3 separate regions of the Sus scrofa genome follow, and regions 1 and 3 are each linked to region 2. Evidence: chromatin contacts called from public Hi-C and promoter capture Hi-C data. All regions are on one chromosome and are shown on one strand. Each heading gives the region's core, a stretch centred on a gene start, on an enhancer-like site or on the middle of the called end of the contact. The rest is flanking DNA. Distances are from core to core; before and after follow the strand shown. Region 1 holds the start of UBLCP1 (ubiquitin-like domain-containing CTD phosphatase 1). Region 2 holds the start of TTC1 (tetratricopeptide repeat protein 1). Region 3 holds the start of RNF145 (RING finger protein 145).

The links. Promoter capture Hi-C pulls out the DNA fragments that hold promoters and counts their contacts. A called contact is a pair of places that touch in the nucleus more often than the background predicts.
Region 1: a contact with region 2 is called in a Hi-C map of liver, with 10 times the contacts expected there. The contact joins the promoter of UBLCP1 here to the promoter of TTC1 in region 2. A contact is called at or near these places in 1 of 5 promoter capture datasets (liver), 3 of 47 Hi-C or Micro-C datasets (heart right ventricle and liver) and 2 of 2 datasets of contacts at active chromatin or transcription factors (alveolar macrophages and skeletal muscle).
Region 3: a promoter capture Hi-C map of liver shows a contact between it and region 2, with 2.9 times the contacts expected there. The contact joins the promoter of RNF145 here to the promoter of TTC1 in region 2. A contact is called at or near these places in 1 of 5 promoter capture datasets (liver), 1 of 47 Hi-C or Micro-C datasets (skeletal muscle) and 1 of 2 datasets of contacts at active chromatin or transcription factors (alveolar macrophages).

What each region holds. Positions count from the first base shown.
Region 1 is chr16:64,203,723-64,208,634 of Sscrofa11.1, reverse strand. It overlaps UBLCP1 (ubiquitin-like domain-containing CTD phosphatase 1), which reads left to right and starts at 2,951. Exons shown (of 11, transcript XM_003134100.4): 1 at 2,951-3,267.
Region 2 is chr16:63,513,646-63,517,856 of Sscrofa11.1, reverse strand. It overlaps TTC1 (tetratricopeptide repeat protein 1), which reads left to right and starts at 2,340. Exons shown (of 8, transcript XM_005672575.3): 1 at 2,340-2,470; 2 at 3,793-4,153. The coding sequence starts at 3,824.
Region 3 is chr16:64,250,108-64,254,858 of Sscrofa11.1, reverse strand. RNF145 (RING finger protein 145) reads right to left here and starts at 3,087. Exons shown (of 11, transcript XM_021077056.1): 1 at 2,974-3,087. LOC102162058 reads right to left here and starts at 3,946. Exons shown (of 4, transcript XM_021076824.1): 1 at 3,909-3,946; 2 at 3,373-3,773; 3 at 1,541-1,570; 4 at 1-1,355. The coding sequence starts at 3,946. The coding sequence ends at 1,309.

The DNA of each region.
Region 1 (4,912 bases), core at 1,702-4,201, 690 kb before region 2:
AGGAAACTGCCATATTAAAAACAAGCAAAAGATGGGAGGACAAGTACATATGTAACTTAGTTTGTAGATTTGGAGGACTGAAGTCCAGGCATCCTCTTTGAGAGTTTCTATTTTCCTAGCAAAATATGAGGCAATGTCGTCTGCCAAGAGCAAGAATGTAAACTGGAAGATCTGAGGTGGGAAGAGATTTGAGGTTTTAAGCAGTCATTTGTGAAAGCAGGTTGAACACAGAAAGGCAGGAGTACATTTGCCAGGGTGAGTTAAGGGCCTGTAGAGTCTATTCTATGGGGCAGATTCTAACCATTTTCAGCTCACTGATTGCAGTCACAGGGGAAAGGGGGGAAAAACAGTAGAAGAGAGAAACAAAGTGCCACAGTGTACTAAAAGAAAAAAAAAATTAGAAAGAGGACTGTTTTTCAACTGGAAGGAGAGGAAGAAAGTGGCCTGAGAGAGAAAAGGGATGGAAGAAAACAGGTCAGGGGAAGATGGAGAAACAAGCAGGGTGGTGGTAGATTTCTGGCTGGGGTGCAGGAATGTCCTTCTGTCTTTCAATGCAAACATGGTCACAGTGACGTCAGCAGTTTATCATTTGACTTGGTGAAATTGCTCCACAATTCTTTTAATCCCTTAGATGTGACAACCTATCAAAACATTACCAAGGAATTCCCAGGCACTTTTAGTGGCTGCAGAGGAGTATGAGGCACAAGTATATCAACCTCCACACATTAAGAAGGGAGGCTCTAGGGGAGTTCCCGTCGTGGCTCAGTGGTTAATGAATCCGACTAAGAACTGTGAGGTTTCGGGTTTGATCCCTGGCCTTGCTCAGTGGGTTAAGTATCTGGCATTGCCATGAGCTGTGGTTTAGGTCGAAGCTGAGGCTCGGATCCCACCTTGATGTGGTGTAAACCAGTGGCTACAGCTCAGATTAGAGCCTTAGCCTGGGAACCTCCATATGCCTCAGGTGCAGCCCTAAAAGGACAAAAGACAAAAAAAAAAAAAAAAAAGAAGGTTGGCTCTAGTGAGCAACAAGATGCAGACATCAAATTTTTCTCTTCTTATAGGCAGTTGTGAGTTGCTGTGAGTGCTTTTTAAAGTCCACTTTTTTTTTTTTTTTTTTTTTGCTTTTTAGGCCTGCCTTTGAGCACACAGAGGTTCCCAGGCTAGGGGTTGAATCAAAGCTGTAGCTGCTGGCCTATATCATAGCCACAGCAATGCAGGATCAGAGACATGTCTGCAACTTACACCACAACTCACGCCAATGCCAGATCCTTAACTCACCGAGCGAGGCCAGGGATTGAAGCTTCGCCCTCATCCTCGTGGATCCTAGTCAGATTTGTTTCCAGTGAGCCACAATGGGAACTCCTAAAGTCCACTTTATATTCATTGCTAGTTACCAAGAGTCCAGTTCTTTTCTTCAAATGATAGCTTTCAATCGACTTGAAGTGTTTTCTCAACATTATCTTTGATATAATGAATGTTTAGCTAAAGATAAATGGACTTGGAGGAATTGAGATATGGGCATAACTTAAAATCATCTGTTAAATGGACCATTTGACTACAATACTCCACTACCATTATTTTCTGAGAAATACTACTGTTCAACACTTGGTTAGATGATTTGTAATTATTAAATTATTTACTTTAGTAATACCAGACTTATCAGACCATTTGTACAAAGCTATTCCATGATTAAAAAGAACCTCCTTATGGATCCTGTTGCTTAGAATTAGTAAAGCCTTAAAAATGTTTTAGCTCACTGTAATATTAAGAAAAACAAGCTTCTCAGTTGTCACGGCAGCAGCACGGGTTTCTGTTGTGGCAAGGTTGGATTTGCCGCCTAGGAACTTCTACAAGCGGCAGGCTTGGGCCCGTCCCCTGGGGGTGGGGAGAGGAAACAAGCTTCTTTAACCACCACTGCAAAAATATGAAGTGGTCAAGAAGCTGCTTGGCATTGGAACAAATAAAAAAAGATTGGATTGAAAGATTATAATTCATTCTGGAGTCCAGTTCCTCGCCTTTTGACCATCTCTTTGGCTGGATTGCTAATGTATGACTTTTGTACAAACTCTTTTAACGTGGGGTTTTCCCTTCCCTATTTTTTGGAGGAAAGAGGTAATGCTTTTTGCTGAAAATGTTTCATTTTTAAAAATGAGCACACTCATACTAGTGAAGTAAAAATTACCACAAAAGTAAAGGAAAACGCAAAGTAGTTTACATGTCTTAACTAAAAAACTGCTAAGACATAAAACCTGGCTCTTTGCTTACTTTCCACGGCAGCCAAAGGGAATCATGGATCAGTTACAATCGCTGCCAAGAAAGAAATATACAAGTAATTTAAGGACTGGTGCATACTTGGTGCCAATATTATTTTTACCTTCCTCAAACCCAAGTTTTGTTTGGCGCCACAACAATCTGGTGGGCAATTTTTTTTTCCTAACATAAAGTGATGCACATTGAGAGTTCGCTATAAATACCAGCTAAGGGCTGCTCCAAAAATCCACTGAAGTCTGGAATTCTTTTGTCAAGGTTTGTAATTAACATTCTGAGGGAAGATTGAAGGGGCGGGTGGATACAGTACTACAGTAACCTCGACGGCAGCTCTCAAAATCAGATTTGCTTTCTTGTCTTCCAAGACTTGGGCTTGCCCCTTCCCTTTCTTGAGGAATCTGTTTCCCTTTACATTGGGAAAAATGGGTAGAATTACTGGTGTTGGTGGCCCCGGGGGCCAGGAAGAGTTCTCAAGTTTACAGTCCTCAAACGTCACCTTTCAGACCTCATTCGGAACATAACAAAGCCACAGGAGTCCTAGGCTTGAGTCCCGCGAAGATCTCAAGAATAACCGGGGAAGCCGGCGAAGCGACTCCGTCCCAGCTCCGACTTCGGCGAAACAATACCAGAGACGTCATAGCCCAGCCCTCCAACCTCCGCCCGCCTCAGAGCCCGCGAGTGGGACGCATGCGCAGAACAGGTGAGGGCCGCCACCGCCGTGGGATCGCAGGCATCTGCACAGCGGCCACACTCTCGTAAAGGCCTGGTCCCCTAGTCTCGGCGACGACGTCTCTATGAAGCAGGGGCTATGCAGCATCACTACCCAAAGAGAAACAAGGGAAACAGCACTCCCGTCCCCCGCGCGCTTCCGTTTAAAAGCCTAACTTCCGGTTCGTTAACCGGTTCCGGTCCTCGCCTCTCACTTCCGGTCGTCTGGGGTTCCGCTGCGGTCGGATCCTGCGTCCGCTGTTGCCGGGGATCCTGCGTCCGCTGTTCCAGGTGAGGGGAAGAGGAGTGTAGCGGCGCGCTGGCCGCGGAGACACCGTTGGGCTAGGGGACCGCAGCTTTGCTGTCCCCTTGACGTCTCCTCTGCTTCCGCCCGGCGTGCAGGCTGGAGCTGCTTGTGGGTGCCCCGTCCGCGTCTGCCCTGGTTCGCGGCCCAGGCCTCCAACCTCCGCCGGCTCAGCACTAGGGCTGCCGCCCTCGCATCCGGCCTCCTCGACTGTGTGGAGGACTCAGTGGGTTTTGCGTCCCCAAACCTCATTTCTCCCTCGTTTCTCTTCTGGGGTTTGCCCATCTCTTCTCCTACCTGTGGAACGCATCCTGGCCCTCTTCGGCTGGGGGCATCTCTACTCCCCCGCTCCCTTTTTTGGGCCGCCCGGCGACATATCCGAGCCACCGACATGACCTAAGCCTCAGCTACCGCAACTCGGGATCCCCAACCCACTGGGTCGGACCGGGAATAGAACCTGCGCCCCAGCGCTACCAAGGCGCTAATCCTGTTGTGTCACAGCGGGAACTCCTCTACCTCCTTTTTATGCTGTCCCACCAGTTACTTCCCGAAGCTCTTGCCTCTCCACTCCCTCGCAGTTGCTGCTGCTGTGCTGTCTCGAGTTGGGAGTTGACAGTACTTTAATAGTTACCTTTTAAGTAGGCAAGTTGAAAAGTTAACTCCCTTATCTCAATTCCTAAGGTGTTAACTTTTGCTGCTGTTATTTTCAAGTTAACAACCTTTGCTACTTTTTAGTTGTATGGTCTCTGGCAAGTTGTTTTTCTCCTTTTTCGGTTTTCTGATCTGCGTAACGAAGACACTAGTTGTCAGTTTAGATTGTGAAGATTAAATGAGATGATTCAATTAATTTGTTGAGCATGTTACTTTTCTATCATCACCGCCATTCATATTGCTTTTTACAGTCTACATAGTGCTGTCACGGCTGTTACCTCATGCCCTAACAGTATTCTTGTCAAGTAAAAATTCCTGCCTTGACTAGAGAAAGTTACCACTGTATGTTTGTTAGGAGAATTTACCCAAACAGCCATTCTTAACTGTTGAGAGGTACACCGTAAAGGAGTGCTTCTTGCTTACTCCTTTGCATTTGATTGCCACCCCCACCCCCAAGTCATTTTTCAGTTAATAAATCTAAGAGGGTCCAAGGTGATACAAAGCATTAGAATTGTGTAAGAAAGAAGGCTAAATGTGAAAACATAAAATGACTCGTGCGTTTGCAGTGTGTTGCTTCATTGTTGTGAATGATCTGAATATTGAAGGAATGAAGTTCAGAAACTTTGAAAAACAGTTTTAAGGACTTTATGTATTAAAAGTTTTTCCGGTGTTTGTTTTGTTGTGCTTGGTTCTTTAGGACAGTTGCCAATTGGGAATTCTTGCTTGGGGCATAGGTGATGCACAACATTTGTATACTGCTTTACTAAGCATATAGAGCCCAAGCCATCTGCATTTTCTTTTTTAAGGCTGAGAAAATTGAAGAATCTGGAGCACTGGCTCTCAGACTTTAGGGTTCCTCAGAGGTGGGGGGAGGTGAGGACTGGGATTTGCTAAAACACAGATTGCTAGGTCTCATCTTTCCAGACCAGTTATATTTTTCACAAGTTACCAAGTTGGGTCCTATTATTGGTTGGTCTGGAG
Region 2 (4,211 bases), core at 1,091-3,590:
TTCCCCCATGTGATAACAGGATGTTCACTGACCCCTCATAACTGTAAACAAGACAGAGGAGATCTTTGTGCTGGGAAAATAACAACAGCACTGCTCTCTAGATGAATTTCCTTTTACAGAGGGGTTTGTAAGCAAAAAGAGACAAAATCTCTGCGGTTCCAGGAATTGATTGGTTGGCTTGCATCTCTAAAAATATTTTTTTGATGTCCTTCAGCCTCTCCTGTTTTTGTCCTCTTAATGAATTATTCCTCTTTCAGCAGCCTAACTCAAATGTCTTATTAGTAAAGATCTACCAAACTGGCCCAACTGGATGTTGGTCTTCTTGATATAGAAAGAAAAGAGTGGATTGCTTATTCTTTGGGGCTCAGCAGTGCCTTTATTCCCCCCTCTCCCCCCTTCCCCCACCCCTGACTTCTTACGGATGGGACTGTTTCATATTAGGTCTCTTGTCTCCAGCTGTTGTCACAAGGCCTGTCACGTATTGTCTTTAACATTCATGAAACATCATGTGCCTAGGCCTGTGGTCCTTGTCTTCTAGATTTTCTCATTTCTCTCTGCCAAAAACTTAAGTGGGAGGATCCAGTGTTATCCAATTTTTGCATATGAGATAAATTTATATATTAAGCTTAGAAGCACTAATTAATTTGCTCCAAAGTAATACAGGTAGTCAAATGATGGAGCCAGAATTAGAATTCCAATAATCAAATAATCCACCTAAAGCTTTTTTCATGACATGTAGTACCTAATAAGCACATAATCAATGAAGGTTAGCTATTAGAATTACCATCCAAAGTTGGACAGCTAGTAAAGTAAAAAAGCTGACACTGGAGTTTCAGTCCTGGCTCAGCGGAAACAAATCTGACTAGTATCCATGAGGATGCAGATTTGATCCCTGGCCTCACTTGGTGAGTTAAGGATCCAGCATTGCTGTGAGCTGTGCTATAGGTCGCAGACTCGGCTCAGGCCCCATATTGCTGTGGCTGTGGCATAAGCCAGCGGCTTCAGCTCTGATTCGACCCTTAGCCTGGGACTCTCCATATACTGTAGGTGCGGCCCTAAAAAATTAAAATTAAAGAGCTGACGCTATAATGCATTTATTTTATTTATTTACTTAGTTTGTTCTAAAATTTACAGCCTTTCTATCACACCAGAATTTATTAACAGGACTTCTTAAAGGTCTTAAAATCTAAACACTTTTTTGAAGTTCCTGCTGTATTTTAAAAATTAAGAAATATTAAAAAGTCTCCAAAATTGACACACACATATATACACAGGTTTTTGTTTTTGTTTGTTTGTTTTGCCTTTTTGTTGTTGTTGCTTTTTAGGGCTGCACCCACAGCATATGGGAAGTTCCCAGACTAAGGGTCGAATCAGAGCTATAGCTGCCAGCCTACACCACAGCCACAGCAACGCGGGATCCCAGCTGAGTCTGCAACAGACACCACAATTCAGGGCAATGCCGGATCCCCACCTACTGAGTGAAGCCAGAGATCTAACCGGCATCTTCATGGCTACTAGTCAGATTGCTTCCGCTGTGCCACAATGGGAACTCCATTGCTTGGGGTCTAATAAACATTCAGTAACGTTTTCTGAATGACTATGTAGGCCAACAGTTTGCTTTTGGTTTCAGGGCCACTTAACATTCTCAAATATTATGAAGGACCATAAAAAGCTTTTGTTTATGTGGGTTACTGTGTAAGAACTGAAAAAATTGTAATATTAATTTATTAATTCACTTAGGATAACAATACACCCATTACATGCTAACACAAATAATCCTTTTATAGATGATAATTATGTTTTCCAAAACTATATATACATATACATATATATATATACATACATATATACACATATACATATATATACATATGTGTATATATATATATATATATATGGTGGTGTTTTACCTTTTTGCAAATCTCTGGCTGAATAGAAGACATCTGAATTTTTATCACTCCTTCTGTATTCAATCCATTGCGCTATCACAGGACACAAAGCCTCTGGAAAATCCACTGAACATTCATGCGGGAAAGAACATGGAAAGGCAGATAACAACTTATTATTATCAACACTGTTGATCTAGCAGTGAAGCCCTTAAAATGCACACTGCGAGAACCATTCGATCGAAAACTTTACTTTTGGACAAGTAAAGCTTCAGGATTCCTCTGTACACAGCACAGGCAGCATGAGAAAGGTCAGAGCCAAGGTGTAAAAGGAACAGCACAGAAACAGCCTTTCTCTTTTTCTTTTTCCCTCCGACGCTGAGTTACACGGAGACTAGCCGTAACTCAAGATGGCAACCGTCTCTTATACTTCAGGTCGTACAATGACGTCACACAGGGACAGATACGCCCTCTCTCCTGGAGGTTTTACTACATTTCCCAGGACGCTTTGCGAACAGCGACGCTATTGGCGCCGACGGAAGAGCCCTTGACTGAGCGGAAGAAGAGGATCTCAAGCTGGGAAGGTGAGGACGCTAGGAGCTGTGAAGCAGTAAGTAGCCGCCTAGGTGTCTTCTCTTCAGGTTTAGGGACACAGCTAGGGTACGAATCCTTGGGGAGCGTGGGGTGGCCCGTCTTTAACCCTGGGGCCTCAACCTCCTGCGTTTTTCCACTCCACCTGGGAGCGCAGAGAAACAAAACGTTGCTGTGGAGGCAAGTCTCCTTATTAAAATCGTGTTGTTTTAAGTTTTCTTGAGACGTGCTGGAGGGAATTCGGGCTATTGTCGCAACACAAGCAAGGGTCGTTGGCGTGAATTTGTTGCGACCGGAGGGGCGGGGCTGGTGACAGTCTGACTCAGCTTCTGCAGCAGTGGTTCTCAATTGGCTGCACGTGAGAATCACCTGAGATGCCTTTTTAAAAATACAGATGCCCTGGCTCCACACCAGACCAGTAAATCAGAATCTGTAGAGTGTAAGATAGTGAGCACTCGTTCTTGTAAAGCGTCCAAAGTGTTAATGTTGTGCAGCCAGGGTTGAGAACCACGCTTTTAGTGGCTGATTCTGACCCCCTTGAGAATCCTGATTAGGGCCACCTGAGCCAGGGCTCCCCTTCCACTCTAACCTGCCTCGGCTCTACCACACACATTTGGGTGAAATTGATAATTACTCTTTTGGTAATTCGTGTGGTGGTGCTGGAAAGACAGGCCATAGTTTCTTATTTACAACCTGCTGTTTATTCTGAATAAAGGTTAGGGACTCTTCATTTTTCTTGCCATTGTTTTCACTTCTGCCTACTTTTTTGCTACTGGGACAAACTGGAAGAAGTGGAAAGTGGAAGAGTCACGTTTAAATAGGTTTTATCTTGTTGCTTATGAGAAGTGCTGGGGAGTTCCCATTGTGGCTCAGCGGCTAACGAACCCAACTAGTATCCATGAGGATGCAGGCTGGATCCCTGGCCTTGCTCAGTGGGTTTAGGATCCTGCGTTGCTGTGAGCAGTGGGGTAGGTCCCAGAGGTGGCTAGGATCTGGCATTACTGTGGCTGTGGTGTAGGCCAGTGGCTACAGCCCCTATTTGACCCCTAGCCTAGGACCTTCTATGTGCTACAGATGTGGCCCTAAAAAGCAAAAAAAAAAAAAAAAAGTTCTGAAAAGTATCGGTTAAAATTACATTTGACATTGTTTATGGACTTATGATATCCTTTATATGTGAATACATAAATGAATGAATTTCAATGAAAAGATGTTAGGGTACAATTTGGGCTTTGATGCAGGAATTTGTTCAGATGTGATGGTTAGCATTTGATAGGTAGATAAATAACCATTACCTAACATGTTTTCTCTTTCCCAGAGTTTGAGCTTCACCTCCTTCACGATTGAGCATGGGAGAGAAGTCAGAAAACTGTATGGTTTCAGAGGATATGTTCAATGGTTTGAAAGTTACAGATACCCACGAAGCAGAATGTGTTAGCCCTCCAGTTGCTAATGCCAAAGATGACCATACCCAGAGCAAGCTGCACAAGGATGTTGAGGCTCGTCCCCAGGAAGACCAGGAAGAAGAGGAGTGCTTTCATGACTCTAGTGCCTCATTTGAGGAGGAGCCAGGACCCAACAAGGTTGAGAACAAATCTGATGATGATGTGAATTCCTCTGAACTAGATGAAGAATACCTAATAGAACTGGAAAAAAACATGCCAGATGAGGAGAAAAAGGTATATATTACATTTATTGTGCATGATTTGCTATGTTGTCTAGCTTCCTTTTGTTTTT
Region 3 (4,751 bases), core at 1,838-4,337, 740 kb before region 2:
CATATCCTTGTTACAAAAAACCATTAGCAGAATGGTAAGTTAGCTCTTAATTACCAATACTCCTGCCTCACTAACAGAACAAGAATAAAAAGAAAATCTTGTGTCCCTCAAGCTATTAATACTGAAGAATATCCAAGACAGATCCCTAAACTCTATTGCCTGGTAAACTCAAGGCTCAAATGTCTGAATTCTTAAGAAGGACCTTGGGGAGAAAGAAATATGCCCTTTTAATAACAAATATATTGCTGACTAAATGTTTCATTTATTTCCATATATGAGTGGTATTTCAGTAAGTCACTGGCAAGGTGGTCACGTATAGGGACGTGGAAGAAACAAATTTAAAACACGGAACACCAAATCTAAAATGTTACCCGTAAGAATTGAAAGAGGAAAAAAAAAACAAAAACATTTTGAATCCTTCACGGTAGAAGTGCCATACGATAGGGTTGTGATCATCCTTAATCCATAAATACCTAAATAAATACATACACTACACTCGAGTACGACATACTAAACCAATACCTAAACTGTTGAAATATATCTTATTTGCAGATACCTGCTATCATTCACATCTGACAAATCACTAAATTAAAAACATGAAATAAAAATGGAGTTTTCTCTCTTAGACTGAGACATTATTATATCTCTAAGATGTCTGGTTCAAGCCCAATTTATCTTTCTCTTAGATTTATTGTTGGACAGAGCTGAAGAGCACATTCTAAGTGAGAAGGAGCTCAAATTCTCTTAAAACCAACACAACACTAAACAATCCTCAAAAATAAGCAGAAGAGGTGACGGCAAAGAAAATCCAAAGGCTTGACACTCTCTAAAGCCATACATGTGATATTTCCTGCCTTGTTCACTCACATATACTTTACCTCCCATGCAAGATTTTTAAATCTCCTCCTTGAAATGTTTAAACTACTAGGAAAGTTACACTAGGGCAAACTGTCTCAGCAAGTAATGGAAACTAAATGTGACTCAAAGTTAAAGATGCTTTACAAAGTAAAAGAGCTTAAAAAAAAAAAAAATCCATACTTTCTTTTCAATAACGGATAAAAAGGCTCAACAAAAGCTAACCAAAAACAGGATCACACCATTTAATTAAATGACTTTCCCAGGCTTGGAAGCAGCAAATTGCTACTTACGGACACAAGAATGTCCTGTACAAGTATAACACAATTCACCATTCATGTTTCTGGGTTAGCAAACACAGGGGGGGCCTCATTCTACACTTTCCTGAAAACACTACATTTTGGTTTTGAATATAAAGATATCAAACAAATCATCCTGAACAATATGAAAAATTTAAGTTTTTAAAGTCATAGCTCTTCCTCTTCTCATCTGCTGAAGAACTGTCAAATAAGAAACAGAAAAGGAAAATGTTACCTTACCAAAAAATGAAGAGAATTCACATCTCCAATATACAACAAAAATAAGAATGCCATAGAGCCCAATTTAAAATTATTCCAGTACAATATTTAGAAAGTATTTGACACCTTTTTACCTCCCCACAAGAAAAACAAAAACTATCATTTACCATCAATTGCATCCCTCTGTCCAATCCAATCTGGGAAAAGAAAAAAACTACCATCAGCTAAAGCCAATCTTAAGAAAGACAGATTTTCTGATTGTCCATATGTTAGGATGGTAAGCCCTGAAAATGTTACTGGGCAGAGGTAAAGCCTAAAATCATAAGCAAACTCATCCAAAAATTGAGATACCCGGGAGAAGAACACACTTCTTACATAAGCATCGGAACACGTTTTAAATATAGCTGGTGCTCCCCCACTCCCACTCATTGCTAGCTAACTTTGTAAGTACCTGATTTCCACAAAAACTACTAGCAATTCGGTGGTTGCTGGTTATCCCCAAATCAGCAAAGATAGGGAGTCCACTCTGAATACAAGGGCCATGTTTAGACTTAAGCAGCCAGACAGAGGAAATAAAAACTGCTATCTCTGCCATTGGGCGTTCAGCCTGGGTCACCACTGCAGCATAGACAGCTCATCTTTTGGGCAGGATTCAAGATTCACTAGAACTGCACAGTCCGTATTTTTAAAAATTTGGAGGAAAAAAAATGCCTCTCCTCTGCTTTCAAACTAGTTTCCTGTTTACTGCACACTGCAATGCAAAGCCATCCATTAATCTTTGATGCCTTCCCACAGCAAAGCCCCCTTCCTCTCTCCCAGAACCTCCTCCCCCGCCCCCCCCCCCGACGCCTGCTGATCTCAGTTGCGTTTGAACTATAGTAACCCCAACCCAGCTCGCTGCAAAGCAGGCAACGCAGCAGCAGCCGGGCCGCTGCCGCCGCGGGGCTAGGGGATTACGTTCACAAAAACTCTGCCAGGAGAGAGGCCCGTGCCAGGGAGCTCCCCTTCTGTCTGGCCAAGGGTGCTGGCTCCGCCATGCCACGCACCAAAAAGCTTCTGAAGAAAGAGGCGGGCAAAGTTCTTCATCCATGAACAGAAAGGAGACTCATTCATGAAGGGAGCGGCAAGGATCTCAGGGTTCTCGGTTGGGAAAAAGCAAGAGTAGAGGGGGATGCAGAAGGGAAGGAAGGCAAACGAGACACGAAGCGATGGTGAAAAAAAGGAAGGGGTGAGAGAGCTCTTACTGTAAAAAAAAAAAAGAAAGAAAAAGGACTGACAGATGGGATGCACAGTAAATGGGTCCCCATTCGACGAATGAGTTGGCAGGCCTTTCCGCACCCCTAAACAACCTCAAACCCAAGGAAAGGGCGGAAGCTGAGTTTGGGGCTCCGTAAACCAAAAAAGAGTAGGGAAAAAGGAAAGAGGGGGGAAGCTTGGAAGCAAAGTGGACAAAGACGCAAAAGAGGAAAAGTTCGAAGTTGGGACTGGAGGAAAAGAGCTGGAAAGGGGCAAAGAAAGGGGACGCTCAGGAAGGGGTTTAGAAAAGGCCCCGAAATGGGGTACTGGGGAGGCGAAGGAGGAGCGCGCTAAGTGAGGGCACCTTAGGAATGCCGGAGGAGATGAGGGATCGCTCCAGGAAGGTGGAGGAGTGGAGAGGCGGCGGACAAGGCCCGAGAGCTGGGAAGGGGGCTGAGCCCGCCCCGGGAGAGGAGGGCAGAGTCGGAGAGAGCCGAAGCGGGTGGGGGGGGGGGGGCGCAGGAGGACCGCGGGCGGGGCTGGCGGTTGGGAGGGAGGGGGCGCTGCGGGTTAAGAGGGGCTGTGGACGCCGCCGCCGCCGCCGCTGGGAAAAGAGGAGGGGGCAAGGGGGGAAGGGGCAAAGGGGAAGAAGAGGACAGAACGGGCCACGGCATGGGGGAAGGGAGAGGGGAACAGAAGATGTGGGATGCCGACAGGGGCGCGGGGATGGGAAGGGGCGGGCCGGCGCGGACGGCTCAGTCACCTCGGGCTGCGGCCTCCCTCCCTGCGGGGCAGCACCGCGGCGAACGGACGGGCTCCGCAATTCCCCGGCTCTCTCGCCGACCCTCCCGTTCTCCTCGGGCGGCAGCGGCGGGGACCGGGACGGCGCGGCTCACAGCGGCGGCTCCTCCACGCCGGGCCTTAGATGCTGCGTTTTGGGAGGCGGCGGCAGCGGCGGCGGCAGCGACCCGACCCGTGTGGTCACCATCGTCCGCGGCGGCAGGCGCTCGCGGGCCGAGCTCCTCAGCAGCCGGCGGCGGCCATGGCCTCCTTGGTTCACTCCTCCCGCCCCCGGCGCTCTGCGGCGGCCGTGGCCCGGCTGCCGCGCTGTGCGCCTGCGCGCGCCCCTGCCAGGGCGGCGCGCCCCTCCCCCGTCCTGCACGGCTGCGCACGCGTGCTCCCGCGCTCACTCACAATCGCGCTGGAGGGGTGGTTCCCGGGCCGCCTCCGGTACGTAGGCGGGCGACACAAGCCTCCCGAAGCCGCACAGCCGGTCTGGGCCGCTATGGAGACGCGTACCACGCGGACACCAGCACGCGCACTGTGACACGCGCCATTCTGACACACGTGCCCTCTCACACTCCCCAAACACCGGGAGTCACACGCGTTCACACCCACACTTACCTGCAGGGACCACGTGGGAGAATTGGAGGAGCTGATCCTCACCGAAGGCAACCGCAGTAGCAATGATGCCAGAGTTTTATTTAACTCCTATACTGACTGGTCTAGACTGTCAACTCCTTGGCCTCAGGGACCACTTCTGTGATGGCTCGGCCAGCCGTGCGTAGCACAGAATAGGCGCTCCATAAGCTTCTGTTGAATAAGTGAGTGGATATATAAAGAAATGACTGAGAACTGTTCACTGAGTATTTTCAATTTAAAAATTCCAACCCCTGGTTTAAAGAATCTGTACAAAAAATGTTTACTGTAGCATGAAATTAAACGGTATGTGTTTGTCTTATCTTTCAGTCCAAGGTTCAAAACAGGTTATTGTACACACCCCCTTCCCAAGGTAAGGAAATCATTTGTTCTGCCTAAGTCACTACCACTGATCAGCATTTCTACCTTAATTTAAATGTCAGCACACCTTGTTCCCCCATTTAACCACAGTACAAACCCTGAAACACATTGGGTTCAGAATGAATCAAGGATTTTGCCAGTTTTCTGGGCTTTGGCAGGCCTCCTTATCCCCAGATTTTCTACTTCCCAGCCTCACCACCACTCTCCACAAATTCCCTTGTCCCAGCCCCTTCCAAAAAAAAAAAAAAAACCTCTACACTGTTTCTTGCTTTGTCTTTGGTTTGTTTCTGGAAAGTCAGTTGCTGCTACCAGAACCAAACCAGTCTGGCGTTTGAGGTTGGC